Linked DNA regions of Arabidopsis thaliana: region 2 is linked to region 1. Evidence: chromatin contacts called from public capture Hi-C data. All regions are on one chromosome and are shown on one strand. Each heading gives the region's core, a stretch centred on a gene start, on an enhancer-like site or on the middle of the called end of the contact. The rest is flanking DNA. Distances are from core to core; before and after follow the strand shown.

What was found. Capture Hi-C pulls out chosen DNA fragments and counts their contacts.
Region 2: a capture Hi-C map of root shows a contact between it and region 1, with 7 times the contacts expected there. The contact joins the promoter of GSH1 here to the promoter of AT4G22960 in region 1. A contact is called at or near these places in 1 of 26 Hi-C or Micro-C datasets (rosette leaf) and 1 of 3 other capture datasets (root).

The regions. Positions count from the first base shown.
Region 1 is chr4:12,027,495-12,034,409 of TAIR10.1, forward strand. AT4G22960 (FAM63A-like protein (DUF544)) reads left to right here and starts at 2,526. Exons shown (of 12, transcript NM_118425.3): 1 at 2,526-2,756; 2 at 2,977-3,151; 3 at 3,246-3,333; 4 at 3,415-3,982; 5 at 4,067-4,183; 6 at 4,276-4,330; 7 at 4,421-4,502; 8 at 4,647-4,727; 9 at 4,830-4,913; 10 at 4,997-5,040; 11 at 5,164-5,227; 12 at 5,525-5,886. The coding sequence starts at 2,627. The coding sequence ends at 5,611. It overlaps AGL19 (AGAMOUS-like 19), which reads right to left and starts at 510. Exons shown (of 7, transcript NM_001341569.1): 1 at 195-510. ESP (separase) reads right to left here. Exons shown (of 27, transcript NM_001203875.2): 26 at 6,874-6,915; 27 at 5,945-6,762. The coding sequence ends at 6,209.
Region 2 is chr4:12,103,076-12,109,166 of TAIR10.1, forward strand. It overlaps GSH1 (glutamate-cysteine ligase), which reads right to left and starts at 4,620. Exons shown (of 17, transcript NM_001203879.2): 1 at 4,050-4,620; 2 at 3,351-3,690; 3 at 3,030-3,180; 4 at 2,753-2,860; 5 at 2,583-2,675; 6 at 2,320-2,403; 7 at 2,132-2,200; 8 at 1,971-2,041; 9 at 1,818-1,886; 10 at 1,470-1,563; 11 at 1,254-1,343; 12 at 1,082-1,162; 13 at 895-987; 14 at 728-808; 2 more. The coding sequence starts at 3,676. The coding sequence ends at 383.

The sequences.
Region 1 (6,915 bases), core at 1,276-3,775:
AAATAAAACGAATAGTAACCAGAAATTAGAACTATATATATGGATAATGGTTCAGATCAAGAACATAAAAGAAGAGACATACTCCAACTACAAAAGTGACCAAGAACATAAAAGAAGATATGGATTTGAATTTATTTTTCTCTGTAAATAGAATATGGATCAACCACAAACAGAAGATGGAATTCGAGATTTACCCTATTTGTAAGTATGAGCTTTGGATTGATGTGTCTCTCTATGTGTATAATCTATCTTCTATAAGTGAGTGGAGAGAGGAAAAATAGGCGAGATTTTGGGAAGAGGGTGTGATAGAGATTCTTGGAAAGCCCTAGATTTATGATGAAGGAGGGGAGAGAAAGAAAGAAAGAAAAAAACTAAGTGTTTTTGATTGATAATTTGACATCATAGCCTTATTCTTTTTTGCATTATATATTAAATTTGCCATTTTCTCTTATGGCTACGGATAGTCTATATAAACCTAGACCTGCCTAGTAGTACATCACTTTTATTTTTAGAAATTGCATTACGTAATTTCTTTCTTCTTTTGGTAAAAATTCTAATGCAAATTCAAGGCCAATCTATAATAGTAATAAAATATGTAAGTGCAATAATTGTTGACGGGGGAAGAATAATCTATAATGAAGTGTGACAAGGAAAAGAATCATGCTATATATTATTTCGTTTTCGAATTTAATTGCATAATCAGTTTTTTTTTAAAATATTATATGTTACTCTAAAAGCCTATAACCAATAAACCCATAATTTATCTAACTTTGTACAATCGTAAGAAAAAATATATATATATATATATATATTCGTATCATATTTTTCTTAATTTTACATGATATTTTTGGTATATCTAGTCTAGGTATGGGTTAATTAATTTATATTGTTGGAGTAAATGCAAACTTACATCTTAAACATAATTAAGTGAAGGAGATATATATTATGTAGGTAATGGGGGAGATCTTGGCACGTGTCCATATTAACCGACAACCTACAGATCCGGTGTCCGTCAAAGTGGGTTTCACTAGTGCCACCTGAGGACATCAAGCATCCTTGTCCGTTGCCAGCTCATATCGGACAAAATAAGTAGTTAGGACACACCGTCCGATCTTCGCTTCTCTTCAAACGTGCACCATCCGATCTTGTTATCTATTTTAAGAAATTAAAAGACTTCGACACAAAAATGGATACAAATTTATTTCAGTCACTTATGTGCATATTTAAGTCTATATATATCTGATCAGGAGATACAATATTAACAATTGCTGTTTTACTTCTTATAATAGTCTCTTGATTTAGAGAAGAAGTTGAAACAAAACTCGTTTTATATTTTCCACAGAAGAAGCAGAACTTTATGCGATAAATAAAAGAAGAGAACTTTAATCGTGTGATAAATAACCCGTCCGTACAATAAAAATTTATTATAACAACGACCTTCGCACAAATAAAACAGTAACACGTACTTGTATATGTTTTCAATTTCACATGTCAATATATGTCATCTTCGCCTCTTGTTTGATACGTTTCTTGTAATTTATAACCACCACCTTCTAGCTTTTTTACTTTATTCGTTTCCTCGATTTAAATATCTTATAATCTTTGGCATAAGCAAGTGGTTATCCACTATTGGATGCTTTTCACAATAATACGTTACAATAACATTTGTTTATTCTTACATATCTTGGAACAGGTGTCGCACGCTAGGAGAGGACCACATCCCTTTCACTAAATGAACGTACTAAAATGCTTTGTTAATTTGCATTTCCCTACAAAAATATAGAAAAAAAAACCTACGTGAGAATCAATGTAATGATATACTATAACATCTTCCCATAGTTGACGAAAAAGCAAGTGTAGGTTAGCCTAAAAGGAGTAGTTATTTACATCCAATTATCTAATATCCAAAATCTATCAATGGTCGTCTTCATATATTTGAATATTTCTACCTATATGTAATTTGAAAATTCAAACCAAAATATTCTCTTACGTAAGCTGGTTCCTTTATGCTATTTGTGAAGTCACTACCCAATACAAATAAATTCTGCGTGAAACATCTGAACTAAAATCTTAAAATAATTCCATCGATCTTTTCTTATAGATAAAACTTCAAACGATCTTGCTATACTGCTTTTTCGATGTTATATGATCTTTAGCATAACGTTTTAACTAATTTACTATTACCGTTTATATATGTCATAAAAGTTTTATTCTATTATAATATTATGGTACATGAGCTCCGCTGATAAATATTTGATTGGTCTCTAAAATCCATGATTAGAGTTTTTATTCACTAACAGTTGAAAGATTCGCCTACATAAGGGTAGGCGTAACATAAGGGTCAAATGTTGAATTTTATTTACACGCTTGAATAGAGCCACCAATACGGGACCAGCTTTGACCGTCATAACAAACCCGGTTTACTAAAACCATACTAATTACGGTTTCGTCAAAATCAATTTTGTTTCTCGTCACTCAATGCTGCTTATAAAAGCCAGTCCCATGCTCACTTTTCTTGCTTCCTTGACACACTTCTTGAGAAATTTCAGCAAAGTGTGTCTTCTCCGATTTCGCAGACGGTTAGATCTCAACAAGCGATTCTCATCGTCGTGAACCTTCTTCTTTAATGGCGATCGATAACTCTCGTCCTCCTCCGGACGAAATCTTTTACAAGACGAAGAAGATTTTGTATCGTGGACAAAGGTGCAATATCATTCTCCAGGATAAGAATGGACCATGTCCTCTCATCGCCATTTGTACGTACATCTTCTATTCTCCTCCCGATTTTACTCTCGCTATGGTTTGTGAACTTCGATTAGCGAACGAAATTAGGGAAATGTATGTGTTAGTATCTTGAGATCTTTTAGCTCTTTTGGTGTTGATGATGATGATACATTGTGAAATTGGGGATTAGATTCGTTCGTTCGTTTTCATCGATTCAGATGTATCAAGACTATTGAAATGTGTTTGTTACAGGTAATGTTCTTATCTTGAAACACGGAATTAATCTAGACACTTACAATTCTCAAGTATCTGAAGAGGATTTGGTGAATCTTGTGATCGATGTACTGGATGATACAGACGAGTACATTGATATTGGGCTCATCAGAAAACTTGCTTGTGGGATAAATGTCGATTTGAAATTCGAGAGGTCAATCTTTTTGTTATCAATATGTTAAACCTTTTGATATGTTACATAGAAAATATCTTATCGTAATGACCGGAAATGTTTTACTTGCTTGCAGGATTACGGATTTTGAGTTAACACCTGAGCTAGATATATTTCGTTCACTTAAGATTCCTTTGTATCATGGATGGCTAGTTGATCCCACGGTACATCATTTTGATTGTGTTTCTTTCTTGCTTCAATTTGTAGTAATAGAAAAGTTTCAATATTTATTGTTTTTCCTCCAGGATGTGGAAATTGTTGCTGCAATCGGAGGCAGATCTCGTGATGAGTTAGAGATTGCGCTTACTACTTTAGACACACAGACTGTTAGTTCTGTTGATTTTGCTGCGTCTGCAGAGCATCTTGGATTGGGAAAGGGAGATATTGAAGAAGATGAAATGGTGTCAAAGGCCTTGGCATTATCTGAAATGGAAGCATCGTTAAAGGGAAGTTTTGATACTCAGAGAGTTGTGTCTGGGTCGTTAGATGTAAATCAGATCTCTGAGGATGACACATTGGTAACTTCTGTGGACATTGAAGCTGGTTGTGCTACCACCCTTGGCAGTAATATCTGTCAGCTGTCCAAATTTGATGATCAGTTTTCTTCTACGGAATCAGAAGATTGTGATGTTGGGAATAAGACCAATGTAGGTGAAGAGGTATCTTCAACGGAATTGGGAGATGAGACTTTTGGTAATGTTGAGACTGAGAATAGCAGCAAAATGACTGATGTGCTGATCTCTGTGGAGAAGACTAATCTGGAGTCGACCAAAAATGATATCATTTCTGAAGCTATAACTTTGGTTAATGCAGGTAGACTCATGGGTATCTCTGCATGAACTTGCATCTGGAGATATGTTAAATTTTCTTACTAAAATCACCTCATTGCATCTCCAGATCTTAGTGAAAAATCCCAGGATGATGATGTCTCCCAGTCAGTTTATGAAGTCCAGTCTCTTCTTGGACAAAGCTCTCCGGAAGGGAAGGGTACAAAAGGGCTCACGCAAGAAGAGGGTAAATTCTTACACATCCATTCTTACATATCTACGCATTATATCTGTTGTGGATAAAGATAACTCCATTCTTTTTTTTCTTCTGAGTTTCAGGTGAATTGATCAAAGGATTCTTTGAAGAAAGTGTCACTCAACTAACTTGGCATGGGTGCGTGATCTTATTGTTTGCTAAGGAAGATTTCTGTGATTGGCTACATTGGTTTTATCTTTTCTAGTTACTGATTATCATTTCCTCCAGGCTCTTTACCTTGGAAGATGACCTTAAAGAATGGGAACTTTGTGTCCTGTTCCGCAACAATCACTTCGCTACCATGCTGCAGGTTATTTACTTATATTATGTAAAGCTGTTGTGTTTCTTTTTTTGGTTCCCAGTCACTTAAATCGATAATCAGGAAGTGTTTTTGAAGCGATTTCAACAGTTTATACATAACATTCTAGAAGGTTAATTCTGTTTTCTTTTGCAGCATGAAGAAAGACTCTATACTTTGGTTACCTATGAAGGCTATCAGATGCAGCAAGACTTGGTTTGGGAAAGATTCAACAAGGTATTTACGAATTATGTATTAGTTGTCCTTGTAAAGAGAAGATGAATTTTGCTATATTTCAAAGTCTCTTTGATTGCTATGGTTTGGTTTTAATACTTTCAGATTGATGGCGATTCTGCCTTCTTTACTGGTTACTTCACGAAATTCATCTTCAAGGATCAACAGCACGCAATTAGTAAAACTGAGGTAAGAACTCCTCCTGCTTTTATTATTCATGTAGAAACTTACCTGGCTGTTACTAAACTAAAATCTCTTTTTGTCTTTCTCAGAATTCTATCTCCAGAATCAAGAGTGAAAACATGGATACTACTGAGTAAATATCTGGATCTATGAGAACTTAATATTTCCATCTGTTTAGGCTATTTTTCCCCCCCTTTGTTTCTAAATCTATAACATTTTTAAGATTCGTTCTCTTTTTTTTTGGTTTTTATGGCAGGTTCGATCGTCTATTGGCGTTGGAGTTGGAGCAAAATGACTGGGCTGGAGAAACTGGATCAGAGGTATACTGGTGATTTTAAGTACTGATACCATCCTCTCAGAATTTAAAACCGTCGTAAAAATGGTGTAGAGTAAACATAGAAACATAACTCATTTTCATATATACTCTGTTAGTCCTTTAGTACATGCACACTTTCATGTATTTCCATTCATGAAACTGTATCGAATTGAAACTGTGTATTTCACAAAATGACTGTGCATTTTTTTCTTACAATTGAAACTGTATCGAATTAAGTGAAAGTTTGAACAATGAATACCATTCATGGGATGTGTTAAAACTGTGTGTTACATCTTTTCAGGTACCAATAATAAGCTACAAGCACATATCTTCTTCATTACAAGAACTGAAAGAATTCCTAATATGGCAAAATGAACAATCATCATGAAAGCATGTCCCTTACCACTGATGTGTTTGTCTTTCTTCTTTCATCTTCTTAATAAAGTTAGTTTTTTTTTTTTTGGCTTTACAAAAAGTTTTAGAGCAACCAGCAAACAGAGCTTATTGGCTTTTGCCATACTGTTTTGGTCATATGTTCCAGATATAAATCATTTCAATTGAAATAGAAACATTATCACTGTGTACAATTTAATTGTACATGTTTGAGAATACTTTTTACTGTGAAATCACAAGTGAGGTTGAATCAGTTCTGTTAACAGTTTGAAATGCCCTCTTTCCCTTACGTAAAAGGATTGAAAACATGAACAAGTCAAGTCTGAAATACACAAAAATGGATCATATATTACTAACACTTTTATAACATAGAATTCGAGGACAATACATCATGTGATATTTTTTTTTACAATTTTGTTATATAAAAAAACAGGGATGAATATATATCTCTAGACTAGAGTCTCCTTTTTTCTCTTCTCTTGCGTTGTTGTCATAAAATCTCTGATCTGAAGTCCTAACTCCTAAATTTATTTGCTCCCTCAAAATTGTTATACGACCAAACAATGAGGATTTTAAGAGATGCTCTAACCTACTAACGAGATGAAGAAGGAAGAAGAGCATCAATTCCTTTTTTCCTAGTGATACCAGTTGGCACACCATAACAGACAGGCGCAGCCCCAATCAAGTATTGCAAGTTGCACGCATCTCGAGCCGCGGCTATGAATGAACCGATTTTACGTCTATGCTTGTGGTTGCACTCAATCTTCCCTGACCCATCCACATCTGATTGAGCTGGCTTGTTACGCGATGATGGTTTCCTTGACCTCTTGGTGCCTTTTAGAGTCATTGCTGCAAGGTCATTAGCTAATGACTCACATTGGCTGCAGCCACCCTCTGAAGAAGAATCTGACCTCTCTTGCAACCATGCTTCCAACAACGCTTTCCCAAACCGATCAATGTCTCGGTCTGTTACGTCCCATAGAGTCGCCACAATGGCTGGAGATCCACCTAGGAGATAAGAAAGTGGTACACCTTGTGGGATGTAGCAGCCTTTTAGCCATAGTGAACCACTACTGCATCCCATTAAGAAAGTTGCAGAACAGTTATCTAGCTTCTCTATTTCACGCCTAGGTATATACTGTGCTCCTGTCGTATCATAAACAGTAAAGGATTTTTTTTTAAATCAATCTCATGTAAACAACCAGAGACAGATTAACGATTAAACGGTTCAGAATTCAAGTGTTAGAGGAATCATACCGCTTCCATGACCAAAGTATAGAAAGAGATCATGAGTTTCTA
Region 2 (6,091 bases), core at 3,370-5,869, 78 kb after region 1:
CCATTTAGAAAAAAACATACATTGCCAAATTACTAAACATCAAAACTTTCCACTACACAGCCTAGATTATCCCATCCGTCGCCTTTGCCTTGAAATCAGTTTTGAGTTATTTCGTTAAATGTAGACAAATTTGTGACAAGAAAAATGGGTAATTTATTCAAGATCCAAACACACCCTCCCAAACGATTTCCCACACCGAAATCGTTTAGTACATACAATTTTTCTTCTGCTTTTCAATGCTTCGAATTTCTAAAACAAAATCAGTTTTTAAAATCCGATTACAACAAAAAAAAAAATCCTTATTCCGGAGACTCGAATTCTTCAGATAGCATAAACTCACACCCAAAGGTTTATAGACACCTTTTGTTCACGTCCCATTTTCTTAGTACAGCAGCTCTTCGAACACGGGATCTACGCTTTGTCCCCATTCTCCATTGTACATCTCCAAGAGCTTCTCCGCAGGCGTAACTCCTGTCATTTCAAAACCAAATTTCACCACCAGGTTATCAAACAAAATGTCGGTGTGGAATTCAATTATGCATTAGGAAACTTCATTTACCTGTTCTGACCACTTCATCGACTGCGTTCAAGAAACCGGCTTCCTTGTAGCCTCTGCGCTCTAAACCATCCTGAGAAACAAAGAGAAAATAAGTCCAATAGTTAGAAGCTGGACCAGACGGGATAGAAAGCTGGCTCGAAGTTTCTAAGAGGGTTCATACAAACACACCTTTGCGAGTTTCAGGACATCTTCAGCGACATGCTTTAACAAACCATCCCTAAAAGGAGTCTTTAAGCCAGTAACTGGGACCTGTTGGAAATCAAGTATTAGTTTATTACAAGATGTTTTCTAACTGTGGAATAAGAAAATGTAAATGTGGTGCGTCTTGTTATTACTTTGTTCCTTAGCATCTCTCTCTCTGCTGGAGTCCAGTCAGCTGTCAGATCCAGGATAGCTTGGAGACTATCATCATCATATAATAAACCCACCTGAAATTTGTAGATAAAATCAAAACAACAGTCAATACTTTTTGAAACATTCTCATTAAGCACGAAATATATATGTGCTAATAGATGTAGTTACCCAGAAAGCTGGCAGGGCACACAGCCTCCTCCAGGGACCTCCATCAGCACCTCTCATCTCCAAGTATCTCTTCAACCGAACCTAGTGTTATGGAACGTTGTCAGACTTCAACATAAGACAGGGAAATGAAAGTCATAGGCTGATTGAAAGACTCTTGAGGCAGATGATTAACCTCTGGGAATATTGTTGTCAGATGGTTTTCCCAATCATTATATGAAGGCAGTTCACCAGGGAGACAGGGAAGTTTTCCAGCCAAGAATTGCTGCAGCATGAAGAATATTATGAGATTAGATATAATTCAAGAAGATCCCATGGTTTTCAATTTGCCAATTCCTTGCAATGAAACAGTTATAGAACCTAACAGAAAAGATTAAGGATAGATTTTGACCCGAAATGTCATTCCAGTACAGTCGATGTATTTGTTCTTTCTGTAGGCAAAGTACATAGGGACATCGAGTGCGTAGTCAACATACTGCTCAAACCTATACCAGATAAGAACAAAAGAGAGCAATAAAATTAAGATTAGCCATGCTGTTTCAAGAGAAGGATAAAGATCCAAAGCATCTTTCTATCTTGAACACAAACATATGTAAGAAAATCCACAGAATAGCACATATCAATTTTCCAATAACTCATCAAGAATGCGAGACAGAGTCATTGGTTTTTGAGAAGCTTCTCATACCAAACCAACCAATGTAATGTAATTGTTTTTCATAGATTAAACATCGATACTCACCCAAAAGAGTCATCGAAAACAAATGGTAGCATTCCTGTGCGGTCCTTGTCAGTGTCTGTCCATATGTGGCTGTCAAAACATACCAGAGTTATAAGGTGGGAGGGAAACTAATTCAAAAAGATATCGGGGATCATAACAACTGAATCTAGATACCTTCTCATGCTGAGAAATCCGTTTGGCTTTCCTTCTGTAAAAGGGGAATTCGCAAATAGAGCCGTTGCTATCTGTTGAATTTAGATAATAGTGAGGCAATGGTTAGTCAAAATCGTTAATAAAAGTTTCTGGTTATGCCACAAAGAGATCGAGCTTCTCACAGGTTGTAAAGCAAGACCAGCACGAAACTTCCTGATCATATCAGCTTCTGAGCTAAAATCCAGATTAACCTGTCAAGATTGCAAGTAATGCAGTTTCTATAAGTTTCAAAATAAGATTATTGATGAGAACTGGAAAGTTTAGTTTAAGGAAATTATGAAAAGGCGCAAAGTCAGAATATTAATCTAACCTGAACAGTACACGTTCGGAGCATCATATCAAGACCAAGGGTACCAACTTTCGGCATGTAGTTTCTCATAATGTCGTATCTCCCCTGCACAGAACACATTACACTATGTCAAATCTTACTGCCTGACTCGTCATAGGAAAACTTAACACAAACACCAAGAAATAATCCGAACGTTGGCTATGTAGAATCAGATAATATTATCTGAATTAGAAACAAACAGATGTTAACTTTCTTCAATCTTAAGAATAGAGAAAGCGTCATACCTTTGGCATGATGGGTATATCCTCCCGACGCCATTTGGGCTGGAAGCCAATTCCTAAGAAACCAATTCCCATTTCCTCAGCAACTGCTTTTACCTGTGACATCCGTAGATAGTTGGTTATTTGTCACGTTTTAGGGTGAGAGCATTGGCAATAATTATCTTTGAAATTACCTGATAAAGATGTGAATTGACTTCAGCACAAGTTTGATGCAAAGTCTCAAGAGGTGCACCACTAAGCTCGAACTGACCCCCAGGTTCAAGTGAAATGCTTTGCTTTCCCTGGTCAACAAAAGGACAGAACGAGTTATCTACAGCAAAAAAAAAAAAAAGACTGAAACCTTATAATATACCGATCATTGTGTTGTATATGAAGCTAACATGTTCTACAGGCTGAAAATGTATATAAATAATAAACGGCTCAAAAGATGAAACACAGGAGAATGTTAACCTGCTTCAGACCAATGATCTTGTCACCTTCCATTACTTTTTCCCATTCAAATCTTTCAGCGATACCATTAAGAAGCTCGGCTATTTGATCATACTTCATAGGGCGCAAAGTATTGACCTCAAAACCAAATTTCTCATGTTCTGTACCTATTCTGAAAACTCACAATGTTAAGTTAGCAAAACAGAATATTTCTCCAATAGACAAACAATCTGGATGAATTCAAACAATACCAACACCGTAAAAGAGCACAAACAAAGAAATATGTCACAATTACAAACACTAAGTAGCATTTTAACAGAACATATAAGCATCAAACTGTACCTATATTTGTCCTTTGTTTTGCATCCAGAGGCAAGATAGGCAATGAGATCCTCTCTCGTCAACGGCTCAGTTGCAACTACAGCCTCTTCCGTTGGAGGACTTGCCGCAACAATCAATTGATGCCCTCTCTTACTCCTCTTAACAGAATGGAGAAGCATTGATTTGGTAGATAGACTCCTAGAGTAGGAGCTACCAAAAGCTTCTTTCATCCTCAAAACATCCAAATTCCTCACGCCACCCGAAACAACAGCTTTAGTTCCAGCCTTTGAACAAACTCCAGAAGGAACAACAGTGTATGATCCTCCTGCTTGAGACAAGAGCGCCATGGTATATATAGCTCCTGCAATTATAACAATTCATCATAAGCTATGAGAAATCACAAATAACTGCATTTTTCTCAATTCTAATAACATATATCACATAATTAGAATCAGCAGCTACCACAGAATTGAACTATCATCTGGAAGAACAAATCAAAATTCGTGTATCACCAAACCAGAAACAACAACAACAACAAAAATCAAATCAAAGCAAAAATCTGCAAAAATTCGACTCTAACAAAACCAAAATCATGCAACAGCCAAAAAAAAATCATGAGAAAAAGCGAAGATTCAACCAAAAAAAAAAAAGCAGAACAAATCAATCAAAAACCAAAATCCACAAGTCCAGAAAGCGAAGAAGAAGAGAAGCAAATCACACCTGAAATTCGTCAAGCTTGACGGAGATTGAGAGACACCGTCGAAATCAAGAAGAAAGCTTAAAGAGCAAAAACGAATCGGCGTTTCAAATTTATATGCGACTGAGAGAGAAATGAGAAACTGATAAAAAAATGAAAGAAAGTTGATCAGTGGAGCATGAGCCGATCAGTGGAGCTGAGCTGTCTATAAAAGAAAGTTGATAAAATTAATAATCATTGTAATAAAAGATTCTTTCGTTTTTTGCCTCTTACTTTTCCATTTCTCACAAATTTAACCCTAATAGTTTTTTAAATAACCAGTTTATTAGTAGTTTAAACAAAGGTTAACTTTATAGTGTGTATAATGAATTAATGATATTTCTATTCTTTATAGTATACTTTAAACGAGGTTTAACTTTACGATATTTAATTTAGAACGTAAAATAATGAAAAGTGTGTCACTAACCAACCACATGACCTCAGATAAAATACTCTATAGGAAAAGAAATATATATACTACTATAAAAAACAGTATCATTATCTATTTGGTTTGATTGTGTCGACAAAAAAATCTTGGTTCTGATGAACGAAAATTGGCGTTATGTTTTTATATTTCCTACTTCTTAGTAGGTGGAATCAAATCCTGCTTTTATAATCAACAATTTAATGATACAAAAACATGTGAATGGTAGATAATGAATCACCATCAAAAGTTCTACTTGTGTATAATAATATATATAGATACGGGATGGATTTGACAATATCCCAATTATAACAATGGAAGGCTATTTGTCTATATTGTTCATGGAATAGTATGGTACCATGGTGGTCATTTACCTTATTTTTAGAAATAACTGTATTTTTAGTAGTAAACACAATTATGGCTATATATCACCTAATTTCTCTATCTGAGTTTGATTTTGTATTCGTGACAAAATCATAGTAAAACAAGTTTAGAAATTTTGTTTACTATTTGGTAATCTACAAAATCCTTCAAATTCCATGGTATTTTTCACATACTTTCGAGAATTTGGTTTTCTCAAAATGAGAAAAACTAATTATTGTGTTAAGTTTTTTTTTTTTTTTTTTTTTGAATGTTATAACACATTTGAGTTTTGTTATAATTTAAAATCTTAAAATTCGAGCTTCGTTCTAATTTCATTATATCGCACAGATTGACTCTATCTTTTTTTTTTTTTTTAATTGACTCTATTCAAATTTTACTACAAGATCCATTATTGTGTTACATATCGATACTCCTATGAATTATGAAGCTGTGCTAAAAAAACATGTGGCATTAGTAATTTATTTATTTGATATCAATTATGGCTGCCATTGAAAAACAAATAGATGCAGAATTGCTTGCGTTTGCATATACGTAACGTAAGTAAAAACTAAAAACTCTTGTAGCGACAAAAATAGAAAAACAAAAAAAACTCTTGTAATTGTGCACTTCTATGTTGTATGTTTAAATTAATATCAAATATATTTTATCGAACACATGAATGAATAAGTTATAAGAAGGTAAGGTAGGTGGACACGTGCGTGACTCAAAAATGGCGGCCATGACTTCTAATCTCCACACCACCAAAGCCTTAAACGGAACCCACCTCCACAGTTTCTTCCTATACATTCGTCACTCACAAGTCACACCGTTTCAACTTTCACGAAAACTTATCTAAAAAATAATAATTAACATTTGACATAATGGAAAATCACATTAATATATAGCCGTCAAAGAGTGAAGTCAGAAATCCTAAAACGATACGGAATTAAGCTGGAGTGTGCTATGCAGACTCTTTCAGTTAATCTTTTCCTTTATATTCCAACCTTAACGTTTTCTAATATCCACGAGAAACCCTAAACTTTCGATTTCACATTAAAGACCCCAATCCTCAGCACAAAGTAACTAAATGCATCAGACATAGTAGCTAGCTATTTGCGCTTATAATGATTTGAAGTTACCAAAAGATTTTCTTCCTAGGGATTAAGAGAAAAGTAACATCTGGGATTGTCATGGCAAGCCCAACTCATAAGTCTCACCGAAGCCCAACTACACATATTC